Regions from separate parts of the Oncorhynchus mykiss genome. Here region 1 is linked to region 2. Evidence: chromatin contacts called from public Hi-C data. All regions are on one chromosome and are shown on one strand. Each heading gives the region's core, a stretch centred on a gene start, on an enhancer-like site or on the middle of the called end of the contact. The rest is flanking DNA. Distances are from core to core; before and after follow the strand shown. Region 1 holds the start of LOC110520506 (renin receptor). Region 2 holds the start of LOC110518747 (tetraspanin-7).

Region 1 (6,831 bases), core at 537-3,036, 320 kb before region 2:
CAATCAAACAGGACCTGACCCGGACCCAAGGGACATTTAGTTTATGCAAATACGGTTAATTTATTGACATATAGAAGGCCTGGTCAATATAATATAAAGACCTATTTGTTAAGCAGAAGAGCAACTTGGCTGATAAACATAATGTTGGGGTCCAATCGGGTGTGGTCGATACTGTTAGGGTATGGGTTAGGTCAAGTTGTCTTCCGGTCCGATTGTTCTAGGGTCTGTTTGAGTCTCCATTGTATTTTTTTCAATGATCGGGTCAGGTCTGATTGTCATCAGGTCCTGGTCCAAATTGTTGGACCCTAAAGTGTGTGTGTACCTCCTGGACAGAGAACCCCATAGTCAGAGCCACCATATCTGGAATCTTCTCCCCAGAGATTGGCCAGTCTCCCTTTTGGAAGGACACGTACTCTGGGGCCTGCAATATGGTGAGGCTGTCCCCCTGAACGCCTGAGGGAAAACAGAAGGAATTGGTTTGGTTCAAATAATATTGTCTATAAACAACCTACTTATCAAAGCTAGCTACTGTTTGGAGTTCAATATGGTGTAGGTGGAGGGGACACCAGGGCCACATAATGACTTTTGGAGGTTCATCTAGGTGGGTTCTGATAGTATGGTGTTGCCATTTGCTCCCACTTGCCTGTTAATTACAAACTGTGAAAGACAGCCATTTCATGAATGGGAATGCCAGGCTACAGGAGCTAGTTAGTTAGCCGGAGTCTCGTGACTGGGAAAGCAGAAGGATTTTTGAGGAAGTTAAGCGAATATGGTGTGTATTCATTAGTTGGATGCCAATTCAAAACGTTTTGTCAGTTGCAAACGTTTTGCAATAGTAACTATAGGAACCAAACCGAAGCAAGTAGAACGAAACGTGGAGGGACCGACCTGAATTTTTCCAATAGAAACTCTCGTTATCGTTCAAAACGTCTTCCGTTTGGAGTAAACGATTTGCAACACACCAAACGTTTAGCAACAGAATCCGACTAATGAATGCTGTATGTCACGTGATACAGCTGGCTAGCCGAGACGATCCCCTGTGAGTCTGGTTAGTAAGACAGCTTACAATGAACCATAGCCATATTGCTAGATAGTGTTGTGCACAACAACAGACGGGGTAAAACTGCAGGAAATGGCTCATCATGTTAGCTCATGTTTTGTCGTTCCAGTTCGGTGGTTGTTGCTGCCAGGCGGTCAGGCTGTCAAGTTAGCTTACTAGCAAGCTAGGGAAATTAGCCCAACTAAAAAGCAGTATTTAATCGTTATAACATATTTATAAGGGAAAGACACGGCTTGCCACAAGTTGCCAACAATATTTATATCAACACGATTGGAAGTGTTCTTTAAAGTCATTTCTTTAGCGTTAACGTTAGCTAGCTAAAACGGTTAGTGCCTCTTAGCTAACGTTACCGTTTTCATTAATGCAAATGACTCGTTAACGTTATAGCATCCCCATGAGATCATTTCCAGAAAACGATCTACATCAGTAGCTAAATAATCATATATAAGATTTCCAATTTTTACCTGCCGTAAAAGCCGAGCAGAAGATAAACGCTACGCTGAATAAAGTCTCCATCCTTCGGCGATTTTCCAGCAACACAATTCCCCTTTTGCTCTAACGTAGATCAGATGACTCGCGTGTCACGTATATCTTCTTCGTGTGACTTTCCGGAAGAATAGACGCTGTGTTGTGTTTTGCTGCTTGTCGCAGGTCAGAGTGCGGATTGCACATTTTGGTCACAAACAACAAGAAAAAGGGGCATGGGAGAGTCTTATATTGCACCACTATCTAACCCTGCACCTATACACTACCCACTACTTTCGCCCAAAAAGGTCCTACACCATCTTCCTATAGACCGTCAGCACTTAAATCTCTCACCCCCAAATATTCCCCTGCTGCTGCAACTACCACGTATATCTTCTGTGATTTTCGCACCAACGGCACAGTACATTTGATCACCATGGCTATAAATACAAGAAATCAGCGATCTAAGGCACTGCATCTCAGGGCTAGAGGCGTCACTACAGACACCCTGGTTCAAATTCAGGCTGAATCACAAACGGCCGTGATTGGGAGTCCCATAGGGTGGCGCACAATTCTCCCAGTGTCGTCCGGGTTTGGCTGGTGTAGGCCATTATTGTAAATACGAATTTGTTCTTAACCGACTTACCTAATTAAATAAATAAATAAAATACTACAACTCATCCTCTTTGGACCTCTCTTTTCAGGCTGACTCACTGGCGGACTCACAGTCAAATCACTCACCCTTGGGCTATCCTCTAGTCTCTTCATTGCCTCAGTATAGGAACATTTGTGCCCAACTCAAACTCTGGCAATCTCAACCTGTCGCTCTCTCACCCGTGCATGTTGACACACAGTGCTTTCTCTATCCCAACTGTACACTCCCTCTGACTATGCCCTCCTGCAACTTTCTCACATCTTGGGATCTCCCTTCTACACACTGCTGCAACATGTCAGAATCCTTGGCACCTATAAACCACTGTAGCGGGTTCGGAAACATAGGCCCTCATAGAATAGCAAATATAATCTAACCTGAATTTATCAGATAGAAACTCTGTGTCAAAGCTCAACAATACAACCATTCCTGTGTTTTACTTGTTATATTGTATTTACTTCGCCACCATGGCCTTTTTTGCCTTTACCGCCCTTATCTCACCTCACTTGCTCACATTGTGTATAGACTTATTTTTCTACTGTAATATTGACTGTATGTTTGTTTTACTCCATGTGTAACTCTGTGTTGTTGTATGTGTCGAACTGCTTTGCTTTATCTTGGCCAGGTCGCAATTGTAAATGAGAACTTGTTCTCAACATGCCTACCTCAACATGCCTGCCATTACCACCGGGTCTACTTCTCTCCAAACTGCGGTTGTCAGAAACACCAGGAATATTATTTTTCATTTGATCCACCTCAACACTGAACGCTACCCCACTGATCACCCCTTTGTGTGGCGCCCTGTTCCGGAGAGCAAAGCACGCCACTGGTTGAACCTCGAGCCGTGTGAAGCACCGCTTCTTCTGGGCAAAGGATGTACAAAAAATCTAATCAATTCCACTTCTCTAAACTTTCACAGATGTAACCATTCCTAGTTTGTCCTTTACCCAGCTTGACAAAACGTATGGGTCTGCCAAAAAGCAGGAATCCACTCTTTCAAAAAAATCTTCGGTAACATTCACAGGGCAAACGTTGGAAGTCTCAACCACACATGTCGCCACAGTTAGGCCCACTTCATCCTGGTCTGGCTCAACCCCAGCGCGCTCAACACTAACGACTGACTCCAATTCAATATTCTCAAGAGAGCAAGAAGACCTAAAAAATAAGATTACTTGGTTTGTATTCAGGAGACGAAGGTATGTACTCAGGAGTTGAAGGTCTGAATTTAACACAATTCTTGCACTTTTGCATCATTGTACCTATTGTCACGAAGATGCTAGGAATGCATTATGGGCAAGAATTGGTCTTTCAGAAAGCCAGAAACATTGATTGATTTCTGAAAAAATAAATATTGTATGGCTATTGAAATATGTAGTTAATTGTTTCCATCCTTTGACATGTTCAGCTAAGGAAAATCAATACCGGAAGTAGGGACTTTTCAATAAACTGTTGAACAAAACATCATCATCGTCCATGTCCTTTTCACCTGTAATATCAAGTACATCCACTGGATGGGGGTATAGGATCATAAATTAACCAACCAGGGTCCATTTAGGGCTTACTCGGACGATGCAATAAAAATAATTTGTGAATGTTAAGGGAAAATTGCGGAAGTCAATAAATGTTTATTTAATTTTAAGGTCAGCTTCAGGGGCGGATTGGTCCTCTGGCAACTCTGGTAAATGCCAGATGGGCTAGACCATTTTTTGTTGGATGGACTGGTCAAAATTGACACACACACAAAATATAGATTTTGAATAAAAAATTAAATAATGAAAAGCTGACCAATGGGCCTGTAAATATTTAATTAGAAAGATGTTTGTGCAATTTCTCTGTTATACTAATCTATAATGAGCCTTTGGCTGATCAGTGGGCAACGGCCGGCCCCCCTACAAAGATTGGCCGGCCTGGTTTTCTGGTTACTCAAACTCCCATTCAACGTCAAAAGCAGCATCAGCAAAGAGACCTGCTCTGATTCTGTCATCATTTAGATCATGGATTGTAAAAAACAGAAAGTGTGCCTATTAACGTAGAAAGAGCACATTCTACATTGTAACTTCACTCAAAACGTCCTATTTTCGGGCGGCTAAAGCCATGATTTGGTCAAAAAGTGAAGTTCATTATTCTTATGATTCCTGTAATGAAAGTATCTGCCCCTGCGCCCCCAGTGAGGGCACAATATTTCAAAATGCAATTGTGGGAAAAACACAATTTTGGAAGATTTGTCCCCTTGTCCTTGTCAAAGAGAACAGGGTCTCAGCTTTCTGAAGGTATAATTTGAATTTCTCAATATCCAGCTCAATAGCTACTATTTTACAACCAAGATATTTGATATGGCTTTGAGATATGGAGCAGCATGCGTGAAATGTGCAATGGCCATTGCGAGGATTAGACTATAGGTCTCGTGGTAGTAGCCTACAACTGCAAAGTTTTTAAAGAACATTACATTTACTGTTGGATGAATACATCCACTGCTACTAACAGTGGGTATTATATTTAGAGATTTGCGATCTAGTTAATGTGTTTTGACATGGACCACCAACACCAGGTAAAGAGGGCGCAACAGTTCCTTTACTTCCTAAGACGGCTGAAGAAATTCGGCATGCCACCCAAGGTCCTCTCTAGTAATACTACCACTGCACCATCGAGACGTCTTGACCGGTTGCACCCCGGCCTGGTACACAAGTTGCTCCATCCACGACCGGAAGCTGGTTGTGAAGACAACCCAATCCATCCCTGGGGACATCTACTTGAAATGGTGCCTGAGGAAGTTACGCAGCATCAAAGGACCCCACACAGCCATGAGATGTTCTCTCCCATACTGTCGGGCAGACAGTGTCAGAGCATGAGGTCTGATACCAACAAAGGACCCCACACAGCCATGAGATGTTCTCTCCCATACTGTCGGGCAGACAGTGTCAGAGCATGAGGTCTGATACCAACAAAGGACCCCACACAGCCATGAGATGTTCTCTCCCATACTGTCGGGCAGACAGTGTCAGAGCATCAGGTGTGATACCAACAAAGGACCCCACACAGCCATGAGATGTTCTCTCCCATACTGTCGGGCAGACAGTGTCAGAGCATGAGGTCTGATACCAACAAAGGACCCCACACAGCCATGAGATGTTCTCTCCCATACTGTCGGGCAGACAGTGTCAGAGCATGAGGTCTGATGCCAACAAAGGACCCCACACAGCCATGAGATGTTCTCTCCCATACTGTCGGGCAGACAGTGTCAGAGCATCAGGTGTGATACCAACAAAGGACCCCACACAGCCATGAGATGTTCTCTCCCATACTGTCGGGCAGACAGTGTCAGAGCATCAGGTGTGATACCAACAAAGGACCCCACACAGCCATGAGATGTTCTCTCCCATACTGTCAGGCAGACAGTGTCAGAGCATGAGGTCTGATGCCAACAGGCTCAGAGACAGTTTATATTTTTATTTATTTTATTTTTAATTAACCTTCATTTAACTAGGCAAGTCCGTTAAGAACAAATTCTTATTTACAATGACGGCCTACTAGAAGGCAAAAGGCCTCCTGTGGGGCTGTGATTAAAAATATAAATAAAAATATAGGACAAAACACGCATCACGACAAGAAAGACAACACAACACTACATGAAGAGAAACCTAACACAACATAGCATGGCAGCAACACATGACAACACAGCATGGTAGCAATACAACATGACAACACATGGTAGCAACACAACATGGCAGCAACACAACATGGTAGCAGCACAAAACAGGGTACAAACATTATTGTGCACAGACAACAGCACAAACAGCAAGAAGGTAGAGACAACAATACATCACGCAAAGCAGCCACAACTGTCGGTAAGTGTCTATGAATGAGTCTTTGAATGAAAATATTGAGATAAAACTGTCCAGTTTGAGTGTTTTTTGCGGCTCGTTACAGCCGCTAGCAGCAGCAAACAGCACACATGCGGTCACTCACACATATCACAACTGCTGATACAAGAATCGTATTTACTATTGCTAATACTGCTCAATTTAAACACTTGTCCCCCAACCTCCCTTCCCTGATACATGTGTAAATATTGGACTATAAATTGTGCCCTGTATCATACTCTACTGAGCAATTTACTTTATGTTCGTATTCTTATCTTTTCTTATTTTCTTATTGTTGTTGTATTGTCGAGAAGGAAACTGCAGGTAAGTGTTTAGTTGGACGGTGCATACCATGTGCATCCTGTACATACCACTAATAAAACACAAACTTCCCCAAATTCATTAGCCTATGATATTAGTTAGTGAACAAAAATATACATCTCTATAGAACAACAAGATCAGGATATTCTGGAGTCCTATTTTGACAGTAAAATATCAACTAATTGTCAACCCAAACTTCATGACAATCACTGGATTGGGTTTCCCATCAAAATATCTTGAATCATCCATTCCTGCTTGAACGTGTTAGATGACAGAACTTATTTCTTAAATAGCTCAGTAGTCTATTTATGATACTTCTTAATAAAACACTATGAATTACTTTATCAGATGGTTACTCATCGACCAAATCAAGGGCTGGTGCCACCCACTGTAAAAGTTAGTGGCACCAGTAACACCAGGAGAAAAGTCTGGTAACAGTAATTAATACTGAGGGTAGGTGTTCATTCAGGGGA
Region 2 (6,613 bases), core at 290-2,789:
AATGTATAATGTATATTGTACGGATATCTATTGAGAACGTGGGGTAATGTGGATTCGTTCATGCCTATGTATAAAGGCTTAGATATGTCAAATATTATACAAATATGCAAACGGGTGCATGCGCATCAGGTGCATGTCTTGAATTTATCTCATGGCACTCCCGATATCTCCCTGGACTCATGGTTGAAGGGAGATGTCTGATATCAGGATTGGATGCATGTAGAAACTCCCATTATGGAGAATACCCTAGCTCCGTATATGAAATTAAGGAGACGCGTATCTGGAGCATGTCTACTCCTTATATAGAATGAAATGTCAGATGTCCAGAAACAGATAAAGACATCCCCTGATATTGACCACTTTTAGCCCAGTGAAGCATCCCTCCATCCTTGTCTGACAAAGATATCTCAGGATAAGAGCTGCAAATACACCAGATGAGTTTGTTTACCTTAGGATAGCCTATAGAGGGATTGCTTATGTTTTCCTTAGTTCCCCATCTGACTTGATGCCCATGCATCTGTAGGCTACTGTTTGTCATTTAGCCTAATAATATACAGAGGAGTTGGCGAAAGAAACATGCTATGGTATAACAATGATAGAGAAGTCTCAGGAGACATATAACAACAGTACAGAGCTTGTATAAGAGTGAGTCAGTCAAGACAAACAACTTATCAGGATGCAGACAAATCATTTGAAATGCGCTGTTTACAAAACATCAGGTGCACATCCATCTCGGGATTTTATAGTGCGACCTATGGTCGAATGCTAAATCAATGACAAAACAATTGACTGCAACCTAGCAACCTATGCATGCTGTAGACTCGACATTGACGAGTGCACGTTCATGCTGCTTCGCACCAAACGATGGACCGACAGAAACCGTTACATGATAACCTCGACTGCTAACCTCTACCCGTGTCTGACTACAGAGCTACTGCGCTCTATATAGCCTAAGCATGAGCATGGCATGTATTGCGGTCAGTGACAACTTCGAAATACAGAGCAACACATCGAGACTTCCTCACGCTAGAGTAAGTGACAATGTACGAAATAAGCCAAACGTTACAGCAGAGGATGTCGCATTTCTCCAAGCGTGTGGGCTTGTTGTAAACATGACCCTGGTAAGAAGTCATTATAACAAAGGCACAGATTAATACAAAGGCACAGATGAATCTGTACCACAAAGGCAGAGGTTGTCTACAAGAAGACATATTAAAAAAACACAAGTACACCCTCGAATGAACTGAATTCATCAAACACATGGAAAAAATAACGGTACTTACGGGTAGCCTACAGCTCTGCATCTACAACGACGGAAACGATCTCCCCAAGGCTTTCATTGGGGCAAGGATAAAACAAGGGTAACGTTAACTTACCCAAAACACGAAGGAGTAAACGATGAGGAGGGTTTTGAGAAAGGTTATCACTGGTTTGGTCTCCATTCTGCCCAATGCCCATACAACAGTAAACTGAAAGGACTGTTTCTGCAAGCGTTGCGCTACCACGACTCTCCGCTGGAGGTCTTTCGGCTGCTGCACCACAGACATTCACAGCGCAGCCGCCAATATATTTTTGCTCCATAAATAGAATTTGATTGCCCCCCTAACCACTGATACAGGCTCAGAAATTATTTATCGGGAATATTAGGTACGATTTGTTTTGATAATCTGTTCCTAGACCTGGTCTGTGGTTAGGAACAAATACCCGAGAAAATAACACAGCTCGATTATCCCCTCTGGCGGACCTTTCAAGCAGGTGGGTTTCCAAGGGCAGTAGTATAGAGTTTGAATAAAATGTTTTGTATAACTAACCCAAGATAGACAGCCTGTTGTTTACAATGAGAGCAAATTAATCATAGTGGGCAGAACAAAAAGGAGGTGGGCCGAACCAAGCACGAGATAGCAAGATCCTATTGGCGCGTTCTACTATATATTTGCATATTTCCGTTAAGTAACGCCTGCTCGGTGAAGTGCACAGACGCATTAACTAATGCCCTTGAACTCCTTCTAAATAACGCTTTTTCACCCTTTTTTTTCCTTTGGCAAAGGGTCAAGTCTAAAAAGAAATCGTACGTTCTATTCGGAACAGTTTATAGTATTGGGAACAGAAAACTGTATTGAGATCAAATGTTTCATCATAGAGAAAATGAGCAGAATTTCGGCCAAAATACATCTCGTGCGATCTTCTCAAATTCACACTTTGTTTGTTATATTATCATCATCTTGAGGATTCAGGAATATATCATGTGTTGGAATAATATGTTGGATAGAAGCCAAATTATTGTTCTGTTTGGTGCCATTGCACTGGAATACATGCAAATTAAACAGGATAAGAGGACAATACAGTGCCACTGACACGGCTCGCTACCAAAACCTGCGGGCTCTCCTTCACTGTAGCCAATGTGAGTAAAACATTTAAACGTGTTAACCCTCGCAAGGCTGCAGGCCCAGAATAGCTGGATGGTGTGTTTACAGACATATTCAATCAATTCTTATCCCAGTCTGCTGTTCCCACATGCTTCAAGAGGGCAGCCATTGTTCCTGTTCCCAAGAAATCTAAGGTAACTGAGCTAAATTACTACCACCCTGTAGCACTCACTTCCGTCATCATGAAGTGCTTTGAGAGACTAGTCAAGGACCATATCACCTCCACCCTACCTGACACCCTAGACCCACTCCTTTGCTTACCGCCCCAATAGGTCCACAGACGACGCAATCGCAATCACACTGCACATTTCCCTAACCCATCTGGACAAGAGGAATACCTATGTGAGAATGCTGTTAATCGACTACAGCTCAGCATTTAACACCATAGTACCCTCCAAACTCTTCATCAAGCTCGAGACCCTGGGTCTCGACCCCGCCCTGTGCAACTGGGTCCTGGACTTCCTGACTGGCCGCCCCCAGGTGGTGAGGGTAGGTAACAAGATCTCCACCCCGCTGATCTTCAACACTGGGGCCCCACAAGGGTGCGTTCTCAGCCTTCTCCTGTACTCCCTGTTCACCCACGACTGCGTGGCCATGCACGCCTCCAACTCAATCATCAAGTTTGCAGACGACACAACAGTGGTAGGCTTGATTACCAACAACGATGAGACGGCCTACAGGGATGAGGTGAGGGCCCTCGGAGTGTGGTGTCAGGAAAATAACCTCACACTCAACATAAAAAAAATAAAAAATATGATCATGGACTTCAGGAAACAGCAGAGGGAGCACCCCCCTATCCACATCGTCAGGACAGTAGTGGAGAGGGTAGAAAGTTATAAGTTCCTCAGCGTACACATCACGGACAAACTGAATTGGTCCACCCACACAGACAGTGTGGTGAAGATGGCGCAGCAGCGCCTCTTCAACCTCAGGAGGCTGAAGAAATTCGGCTTGTCACCAAAAACACTCACACACACATTTACAGATGTACAATCGAGAGCATCCTGTCGGGCTGTATCACCGCCTGGTACGGCAACTGCTCCGCCCATAACCGTAAGGCGCTCCAGAGGGTAGTGAGGTCTGCACAACGCATCACCGGGTGCAAACTACCTGCCCTCCAGGACACCTAAACCACCCGATGTCACAGGAAGGCCAAAAAGATCATCAAGGACAACAACCACCCGAGCCGCCTGTTCACCCCGCTATCACCCAGAAGGCAAGGTCAGTACAGGTGCATCAAAGCAGGGACCGAGAGACTGAATAACAGCTTCTATCTGAAGGCCCTCAGACTGTTAAACAGCCATCACTAACATTGAGTGGCTGCTGCCAACATACTGATGCAACTCCAGCCACTTTAATAATGGCAAAATTGATGTAATAAATGTATCACTAGCCACTTTAAACAATGCCACTTCATATAATGTTTACATACTCTACAGTACACATCTCATATGTATATACTGTACTCTATATCATCTACTGCATCTTGCCATCTTGAATTAATGTATCACTAGCCACTTTAAACAATGCCACTTTAATGTGTTTACATACCCTACATTACTCATCTCATTTGTATATACTGTACTCTATACCATCTACTGCATCTTGCCTATGCTGTTCTATACCATCACTCATTCATATATTTTTATGTACATATTCTTATTCATTCCTTTACACTTGTGTGTATAAGGTAATTGTTGTGAAATTGTTAGGTTAGATTACTCGTTGGATATTACTGCATGGTCGTAACTAGAAGCACAAGCATTTCACTACACTCACATTAACATCTGCTAACCATGGGTATGTGACCATTAACATCTAATAACCATGTGTATGTGACCATTAACATCTGCTAACCATGTGTATGTGACCATTAACATCTGCAAACCATGTGTATGTGACCATTAACATCTGCTAACCATGTGTATGTGACCATTAACATCTGCTAACCATGTGTATGTGACCATTAACATCTGCTAACCATGTGTATGTGACCAATAACATCTGCTAACCATGTGTATGTGACCATTAACATCTGCTAACCATGTGTATGTGACCATTAACATCTGCTAAACATGGGTATGTGACCATTAACATCTGCTAACCATGTGTATGTGACCAATAACATCTGCTAACCATGTGTATGTGACCATTAACATCTGCTAACCTTGTGTATGTGACCATTAACATCTGCTAACCATGTGTATGTGACCATTAACATCTGCTAACCATGTGTATGTGACCATTAACATCTTCTAACCTTGTGTATGTGACCATTAACATCTGCTAACCATGGGTATGTGACCATTAACATCTGCTAACCATGGGTATGTGACCATTAACATCTGCTAACCATGGGTATGTGACCATTAACATCTGCTAACCATGTGTATGTGACCATTAACATCTGCTAACCATGTGTATGTGACCATTAACATCTGCTAACCATGGGTATGTGACCATTAACATCTGCTAACCATGTGTATGTGACCATTAACATCTGCTAACCATGTGTATGTGACCATTAACATCTGCTAACCATGTGTATGTGACCATTAACATCTGCTAACCATGTGTATGTGACCATTAACATCTGCTAACCATGTGTATGTGACCATTAACATCTGCTAACCATGTGTATGTGACCATTAACATCTGCTAATCATGTGTATGTGACCATTAACATCTGCTAACCATGTGTATGTGACCATTAACATCTGCTAACCATGTGTATGTGACCATTAACATCTGCTAACCATGTGTATGTGACCATTAACATCTGCTAACCATGGGTATGTGACCATTAACATCTGCTAACCATGTGTATGTGACCATTAACATCTGCTAACCATGTGCATGTGACCATTAACATCTGCTAACCATGTGTATGTGACCATTAACATCTGCTAACCATGTGTATGTGACCATTAACATCTGCTAACCATGTGTATGTGACCATTAACATCTGCTAACCATGGGTATGTGACCATTAACATCTGCTAACCATGTGTATGTGACCAATAACATCTGCTAACCATGTGTATGTGACCATTAACATCTGCTAACCATGTGTATGTGACCAATAACATCTGCTAACCATGTGTATGTGACCATTAACATCTGCTAACCATGTGTATGTGACCAATAACATCTGCTAACCATGTGTATGTGACCATTAACATCTGCTAACCATGGGTATGTGACCATTAACATCTGCTAACCATGTGTATGTGACCATTAACATCTGCTAACCATGTGTATGTGACCATTAACATCTGCTAACCATGTGTATGTGACCATTAACATCTGCTAACCATGTGTATGTGACCATTAACATCTGCTAACCATGTGTATGTGACCATTAACATCTGCTAACCATGGGTATGTGACCATTAACATCTGCTAACCATGTGTATGTGACCATTAACATCTGCTAACCTTGTGTATGTGACCATTAACATCTGCTAACCTTGTGTATGTGACCATTAACATCTGCTAACCATGTGTATGTGACCATTAACATCTGCTAACCATGTGTATGTGACCATTAACATCTGCTAACCATGTGTATGTGACCATTAACATCTGCTAACCATGTGTATGTGACCATTAACATCTGCTAACCATGTGTATGTGACCATTAACATCTGCTAACCATGTGTATGTGACCATTAACATCTGCTAACCATGTGTATGTGACCATTAACATATGCTAACCATGTGTATGTGACCATTAACATCTGCTAACCATGTGTATGTGACCATTAACATCTGCTAACCTTGTGTATGTGACCATTAACATCTGCTAACCTTGTGTATGTGACCATTAACATCTGCTAACCATGTGTATGTGACCATTAACATCTGCTAACCATGTGTATGTGACCATTAACATCTGCTAACCATGGGTATGTGACCATTAACATCTGCTAACCATGGGTATGTGACCATTAACATCTGCTAACCATGTGTATGTGACCATTAACATCTGCTAACCATGGGTATGTGACCATTAACATCTGCTAACCATGTGTATGTGACCATTAACATCTGCTAACCTTGTGTATGTGACCATTAACATCTGCTAACCATGTGTATGTGACCATTAACATCTGCTAACCTTGTGTATGTGACCATTAACATCTGCTAACCTTGTGTATGTGACCATTAACATCTGCTAACCATGT

Evidence for each region. Hi-C and Micro-C count contacts between places; a contact is called where the count stands out from the background.
Region 1: a contact with region 2 is called in a Hi-C map of blood, with 9 times the contacts expected there. The contact joins the promoter of LOC110520506 here to the promoter of LOC110518747 in region 2. A contact is called at or near these places in 2 of 3 Hi-C or Micro-C datasets (blood and liver).

What each region holds. Positions count from the first base shown.
Region 1 is chr3:70,545,224-70,552,054 of USDA_OmykA_1.1, reverse strand. It overlaps LOC110520506 (renin receptor), which reads right to left and starts at 1,786. Exons shown (of 8, transcript XM_036975061.1): 1 at 1,525-1,786; 2 at 323-453. The coding sequence starts at 1,576.
Region 2 is chr3:70,226,483-70,233,095 of USDA_OmykA_1.1, reverse strand. LOC110518747 (tetraspanin-7) reads right to left here and starts at 1,539. Exons shown (of 10, transcript XR_005051365.1): 1 at 1,377-1,539.